2 separate regions of the Danio rerio genome follow, and region 1 is linked to region 2. The links are chromatin contacts, called in public HiCAR-type maps. All regions are on one chromosome and are shown on one strand. Each heading gives the region's core, a stretch centred on a gene start, on an enhancer-like site or on the middle of the called end of the contact. The rest is flanking DNA. Distances are from core to core; before and after follow the strand shown. Region 1 overlaps prdm16 (PR domain containing 16). Region 2 has its middle 12 kb from the start of prdm16.

Region 1 (3,768 bases), core at 1,162-3,661, 420 kb before region 2:
ATATATATATATATATATATATATATATAAAGTGCTCAGCATAATTCAGTACAGTACCCCATTTTGAAAATGAAGATTTTTATCCATTTCCCAATGAATAAAGCCAATTATATTTTGATGCATTTAAATATATTTAACAAAACAGATTTTTAAAACAGATATATTTATAAGAATAATACTTTAGTCACCAAACATATTTAGAAATTGAAAGGTAAGTCAATTAAATTTAGGAAAATATTGCAAAAAAGATTACAACCTACAAAATTTGTTAATTTTTTTGCTTCTCTTGATTTTTCCTTTTTTTTTAAAATTGTATTTAATATTTTTCTATAACATATAAATTTGGGTATAGTAGCTTTTGGAAAGTTATCGTAAGTTATTTTGTTAGATTAGCTCCAGGTTTGGCTTCAGTACTGACTAATCTAATATATATATATATATATATATATATATATATATATATATATATATATATATATATATATATATATATATATATATATATATATATATATTAGGGAAAATCTAATATTGTGATTAGTGTGAAAGAATAATGTGATTAGGCCTGTCACAATAAACAACATATATTTATCGACCTCAATAATGCATCGATAATTTTTGGTGATGCAATATATATCGCCCATACAAAACAACAACAACAAAAAAAAGACAATAGCAACATTTTAGCTGATTGTTATAATTACTATAATTAAATGTTTTATTTTTAAGAAAAAAACATCATGCGTAGTTTGGAAGAGTGTACCTGCATCTGGCATTATATAATGAGTGGCATTTTATGATAAAATGCAAAAAATGACAATAATATAATTTATTGCAAATATATTTTGGTGCAATATATAGATATCGTGACGGGTCTAATTGTGATATTTTGATCATCTATATATTGTGATATGAATACAATTTCACCAGATGACTAAAATAATTCTATTTATATACAGTTGAAGTCAGAATTATTAGCCTACCTTTGATTTTTTTTTCTTTTTAAATATTTTCAAAATTATGTTTAACAGAGCAAGGAAACATTCACAGTATGTCTGATAATATTTTTTCTTCTGGAGAAAGTTTTATTTGTTTTATTTTGGCTAGAATAAAAGAAGTTTTTAATTTTTTAAAACACATTTTAAGGTCAAATTTTTTCCGATAGTCTACAGAACAAACCATCGTTATACAATATCTTGCCTAATTACCCTAACCTGCCTAGTTAACCTAATTAACCCAGTTAAACCTCTAAATGTCACTTTAAGCTGTATAGAAGTGTCTTGAAAAATCTTTAGTCAAATATTATAATATTACTGTCATCATGGCAAAGATAAAATAAATCAGTTATTACAAATTAGTTATTAAAACTATTATGTTTAGAAATGTGTTGAAAAAATCTTCTCTTCGTTAAACAGAAATTGGGGGAAAAATAAATAGGGAGGCTAATAAATCAGGAGGGCTAATAATTCTGACTTCAACTGTATATGAATGAATTTATTGTGAAAAGTATTTATTTATTATTATATGAATACATTTTTGTATATAAACACTGAATTACTGAGTACATATTAGTGAGTGTCTTCTGTAAATCATATTCTATACATTTAATAAATACATATAACTGAGATTTTAAAAATGTAAAATAACTTTGGAAGATAAATAACAATTGACAGGTGTAAGATCACTTTAAATATGTTTAAATGTTAAGCTATAAATAGATCATAGTTTTCCTTTTTTCACTTGCGTTTGGTTCAAATGACCTGTTGTTAAATGTCTAAAATGTGTCTTTCTTATCATTTCTGATTTCTTGACAGAAGAGTCAAGTACACAGATAACCCTATAATGGAAAGACAAGCATCTAATGCGTTATCATAATCCTCAAGCCAAAGTTGATGAGTTCATTAAATTTTACTTCTTAAAAAAATCTGCATTGATGCTGTATTTACTGTATTACAAAACACATTTTGTTTGTTTGTTTGTTCCCCCCAATTGATTCTAATAACACAAACTAACAGAACACAATCCACGTTCATAGGTGTCCAGCAAAAAATAAACAAATATGTTGAACAGAATGGCCTTGTAACCTCAAAGAGGCCTTTACTTGGAAAACTAAAGTGGAAAAAAAATCAAACAAAAAAAGTCTGTGCTGATTTAATATCTTGTTTTTTCATCGAGAGAAGCCATAATATTACAATAAAAAAAAGAACTGGAGACATTATCTTTGCGTCCCATCAGTAGCACTAACGACAAAGGCAGGAATGTTGGGGAAAAAGACAGGGAATGGGAAACTAATAGCTCTTGGAGAGACGTAGGGGGAACACAATTATGTGCAGTTTAGCGGCTAATCTGTGAGCATGGGTGAGGTCCCTGGAGACTCCTCTAGCTCCACTCCAAATTCCACCACCGATAAGCCTTGAGAAGGACGCGGAGAGCTCTCGATCGCTCTCTCAGTCTGTCTGTTTGTCTGATTGACCATGTACTCTACGTTTCTTCCCTTTTGTTCACAGAATTGATCTGTCTGAGTGGTAGCCTGGCTTGCATCTCTTGGCGTCCCCGTCTCTCCTCAGAGAGCTCTGCTTCTTGCCTCTTTCTTTTTTTTTTTTTGGCAGGGAGATCTGAAGACACATCTCTATCAGATAAACTTTCAGCATGTGTTTGGAGAGCGACTGCTGCGCTGCGACACACTTCAGTGCTTTTGCAATTTTCTAGTCTGCATCAACTGCTCTGAGCTTCAATCGCAAAATTAGGAGATCACTCAGAAAGAGGGAAAACGATATAGATGAAGTTCACACATTGTAAACAATGCTGGGTTCAACACAATCGATTTGTTGGGACAATATAAAGGAATTAAGTTAGCTTATTCATTTTTACAAATTTAAGTAGAGTGAGCATAAAACAATTAGGTTGTCCTGTACAAAAACTCAAGATTTGTGTTGTTTCAGCTTATTTTAAATAAGTAGTTTGAACAAACAGCACACTATGAATACTCTTGCGTTCCACATAATCGATTTGTGTTGGAACAACATGAAGGAATTAAATTAGCTAGGTCATTTTTTTACAAATTTAAGTGGATTGAACATAAAACTGTTAAGTTGTGGTCCAAAAACTCAAGAATTGTGTCGTTTTAGCTCATTTAAAATAAGTAGTTTGAACAAACAGCCCACTGTAAATAAACTTGGTTTCCACACGATCAATTTGAGTTGGGACAAAATGAAGGAATCAAGTTGGCTAGTTAGTTTTTACAAATTTAAGTTGATTGAACATAAAATAATTAAGTTGTTCTTCAAAAAAGCTCTCAAGAATTGTGTTGTTTCGGCTTATTTTAGATAAGTAGTTCAAACAAACAGCACACTATAAATAGTTTTGGGTTCCATGCAATTGATTTGTGTTTGGACAACAAGAGTGAATTAAGTTAGCTTATTCATTCTTGTAAATTAAAGTGGATTCAAGATAAAACAATTAAGTTGTTCTTCAAAAAAGCTCAAGAACTGTGTTGTTTCAGCTTATTTTAAATAAGTAGTTCGAACAAACAGCACACTGTTATCATCTTGGATTCCATAAAATCGATTTGTGTTAGGACAACATAAGAAATTAACTTAGCTTATTCATTTTCACAAATTAAAGTAAATTGAACATAAAACAATTAAGTTGTTCTCCAAAAAAAAAAAAAAAAAAAAAAAAAAAACTCAAGATTTGTGTTGTTTCACCTGATCTTAAATAAGTAGTTTGAACAACCAGCACACTATAATTACTCTTGGGTTCCATACA
Region 2 (3,925 bases), core at 915-3,414:
AAGTGATTTAGTTTGTCCCACCAGCAATTCTACCTATCCAACATTCCTTCTCCTCTCCCGTCATTCCCACATTGGAGACATTCCCAGCATCCCACCTTTGTATGCCACATCTACTTTTTATGTTACTGGCTAAGATGTAAAGAAGAAAAACACTATAAAACAAGCTGTTCATGCAACCATTTACGAATATGTTTTGTAGCTGGAGAGTAAGTTTATCTTTCTGTACTTTTCAAATAATGTGATAGATTCAAATTCAGGTCATCCACCTTCCTTATATTTAAATAAGATAGAAAAACATCAGTTTCATACATAGATTTGTGATTTGTCATCAGTATTATGACTCCGTCAAGTGCAAAATGATTTAAAATATAGCCTAGCTTTTAAAACAGAAATAAACGTGCAGATAGCCTATATCTGGTGTCAGGGCAAACTCCTATTTCGCTATGTAACAATTATTTTTAAGTCAATAAATGTACATATAGCCCAAACGTTACAGCCAAAAAATATACAGAATATATTGCGCACATTACACAACGTGCTTTCCACTCTTTCTTCCATCATTCTCAAGTAGATACATCCAAACTGAGCAAAGGGAAGGCACGCAAAATCTGAATTAATTTGCGTGCATGTCTCGCGTCCTGTCACCGGCTGAGCTTAAGCAGGCGTTCACCCGGGAGATCAGCTAGCCGTAGAGGAATGTTGTATCCAGGCCCGGATTAAGAACTCAGGGGCCCCTGGGCACATTGTCTTGTAAGGCCCCCTACCTGGCCATATATACACACACATATATATATATATATATATATATATATATATATATATATATATATATATATATATATATATATATATATATATATATATATATATATATATATATATTTTTTTTTTTTTTTTTTTTTTTAAGGGTATTTTAATGTATTGCTTTTACAAACTTATAAAGCATATTATTGCCATGGCATATAACGCACAATGCTTCTCCAATCCAGTTCTATGAATCTGAGTCTTACATAATACAAACACTGATTTACTGTCTCTCTCCTCCTCTCCCTGTATTTTCTCTACTCTTCTCGTGATGAAGACTTGATTATAAACCTAAAAGTATCCGAAATCACACGCACTATACCTCTTCTCTCCCGTCTCTCTCCTCTTCTGGGCCTTTCTCTCTCTCTCTCCCTCTCTCTCTCCTTTTCTGTCTGTCTCTCACACGATGAATCCAGTCCGCGCTGCGCTGCCGTTAGCCTTCTCCGCCTGGTTAATGCTAGCTACTCATCATTTAAAGTTACCATAACGTCTTCTTCTGTGCCCTCATTCTCCTGATCACGGGTCTGTTTAAAGAAGGTGTGTATGGAAAATGCCTCAATAAAGATGCCCCTTCTCCTCTTTCTCTCGCGTTTGCTAAATCCACTTGTCCACTCATTTTTGATCTATGACAGTTATAACGTTACACTAAAGTCCGCTCAGTTTAGTGCGGGTTATTACAAAACTGACGTTTCCGCGCTTGACCAATTACAGCATTCTGTTTAGTTAACGAATAAAAGGCAGTTTAAATATAATAATAATATTAATATGTGTTCGCGATTTTTTTGCTCAGAGGAAATACAGTTGTCTGAGCAATGTAGTTTTTGCAGAGAGGGAGGCACCTATAATTAAGGCTAAACATTAGTAAATACCCACGAGACACTTGTGACTTTATATCACATTTGCATTATTTTTTTTAAAAATGTTCCTTCCTGTTAAAAATATATTTCCAATCTGATTTGTAATGGGGAGAAAAAAAAAGTAGCACGAGTTCAGCTGATGGTGGATTCGAACCGAGTTTATAATTAATCGCGTCAAAAGATGATACTGGGTGCCTTACAAGGTGCGCCACTGCGGCTGTTACAATTGACTGCTCTATACTCATCTTGTCTCTATCAATCAGGCAGCGATGGGCGTAAACCCTGAATAGCTTATTCCAACTAGATGCGCTATTTGCAATTAGCCAAAAAAGACACTCCGAAATTGTCTTTTTTTCTCCCCCCTCGCAGGGGCCCCTAGTGCGCACGGGCCCCTGGGCCTGTGCCCATAAGGCCCATTGGTTAATCCGGCCCTGGTTGTATCTACACGGCAGCCACGGCCCTGGATGGCTTAAAACTCCACAATTGATGTCGTACCTACCACATAGCCAGTGAACTCTCCAGCGCTTTGCTCATAACTGTACGGCTTAAGAACATGCTCTCTTGGCTGTTATGATTATTCTGTGTGACAAATTCAGCCTGGATTTGACAAGTTTTGGCGGTGCAGTTACGTTTCCCTTAAAGGTACACCAGCCTTTGCACTTAAAACACTTGGCAATGTGTCGAAAAAAGAAAATACGCTCAAAGCGGTCAGCGCAGATGGTCGGCAGCACGACGGAGGGACAGAGAGAGCAAAAAGTGAAAGAGTGTGAGGGGGAAAATGAAGTGTGAACAAAGAATAAATCTTTCTGCAAATATCCCACATTTATGTTTTCCCTTATTAGCTTTCCCGTTTTTTCAGAATATGCATTTCTTTAATTAAAATGTATTTCTCTCAGAGATGCAGGCTTGTTGACTGGCCCAATCTGAAGCCAACCTGTCAGACATTTATTCAGACTCGACTATGTGCGAACGACATCATGTCGTTAATCAACATTCCCGCCACATTTCCCGTCCTATATTTTCAGGTTAGTTACATTTCATAAAAGGGCGGTGGGGAAAGTGAATCAACAACACCTACAGCATTGTACCTATACGCTATTTGCAAATGAACACTAGAGGCAGTAAAACACCAACACTAACCGTGATAATAGGGGCAGATGAAGGGAAAGTTTACACAACAACAGTAGACATGGACAATATGGTAAGACATGGACATTTTGCATACAACATCGTCAAAACGACTTAAATTATACATTCCACACTAGTAGTTGGCAATGTTTAGTTGTAAGTAAACACAGCACACCTTTGTGCATGTTGAGCTTCCAACATTGGCATACTGTATATGCAAAAAGTATGTGAGCCAAGTATCAATATACATTATTTGACGAGAAATGCCCTTGATGTACTACTTCTGCCAATTTTTTTAAGTGCACATTCAGTGGACACTTTTACATCCAATGAGACCAGGGGAAGAAATATAAATGGAAATGACATAACTTACTAATCTTGTAAGACATGTGATGAACATAGCAACAGAGCATAGCGGATGTAGCAATACCGAATTTCATTCATACTAACCATGTTCAGATACCTGAGGTTTTTATAATGCCCATTAAGTTCGAAATACCATGGTTAAAAAACAAACACTCCACACAAAAAGTATGGTTATTGTAATCAAACCATCCACCTAATTTTAAGTAAGTACAGTCACAGAGACAATAAAAATATATGATACGTGTGTAATGATTCAGAAGTTTGTGTTTTCATGGCCTCAAACACTGTTAGTTATCGGGAATAGCATTAGTTTACTATTTTGGTAAAAAACCTTGATACATAAAAGTGTCAGAAGACTTGTTTTCTCATTTCAGTGTTCCTTGACTAATACTATTATAATACTACACTCACTGGTTAGATTATTAGGTACACCTGTCCAACTGCTCGTTAACGCAAATTTCTAATCAACCACTTACATGGCAGCAACTCAATGCATTTAGGCATGTAGACATGGTCAAGACGATCTGCTGCAGTTCAAACCGAGCATCAGAATGAGGAATAAAGGTGATTTAAGTGACTTTGAATGTGGCATGGTTGGTGGTGCCAGACGGGCTGGTCTGAGTATTTCAGAACCTGCTGATCTACTGGGATTTTAATGCACAACCACCTTTAGGGTTTACAAAGAATGGTCAGAAAAGAGAAAATATCCAGTGAGTGGCAGTTCTGTGGGCGCATATGTCTTGTTAATACCAGAGGTCTGAGTAGAATGG

What was found. HiCAR-type assays count read pairs that join an accessible place to other places.
Region 1: a HiCAR-type map of caudal fin shows a contact between it and region 2, with 16 times the contacts expected there. The contact joins two enhancer-like sites. A contact is called at or near these places in 2 of 18 Hi-C or Micro-C datasets (both in embryo) and 1 of 4 datasets of contacts at active chromatin or transcription factors (caudal fin).

Annotation. Positions count from the first base shown.
Region 1 is chr8:58,237,999-58,241,766 of GRCz12tu, reverse strand. The region is part of intron 5 of prdm16 (PR domain containing 16); the gene reads right to left. Among named protein-coding and RNA genes, the nearest start is that of nppal, 120 kb to the left of the region's middle. Within about 2 kb of position 2,411, at least 4 of the 62 cell types and tissues checked have an H3K27ac peak or open chromatin away from gene starts, as enhancers often do.
Region 2 is chr8:57,816,565-57,820,489 of GRCz12tu, reverse strand. No RefSeq gene overlaps it. Among named protein-coding and RNA genes, the nearest start is that of prdm16, 12 kb to the left of the region's middle. Within about 2 kb of position 2,164, at least 3 of the 62 cell types and tissues checked have an H3K27ac peak or open chromatin away from gene starts, as enhancers often do.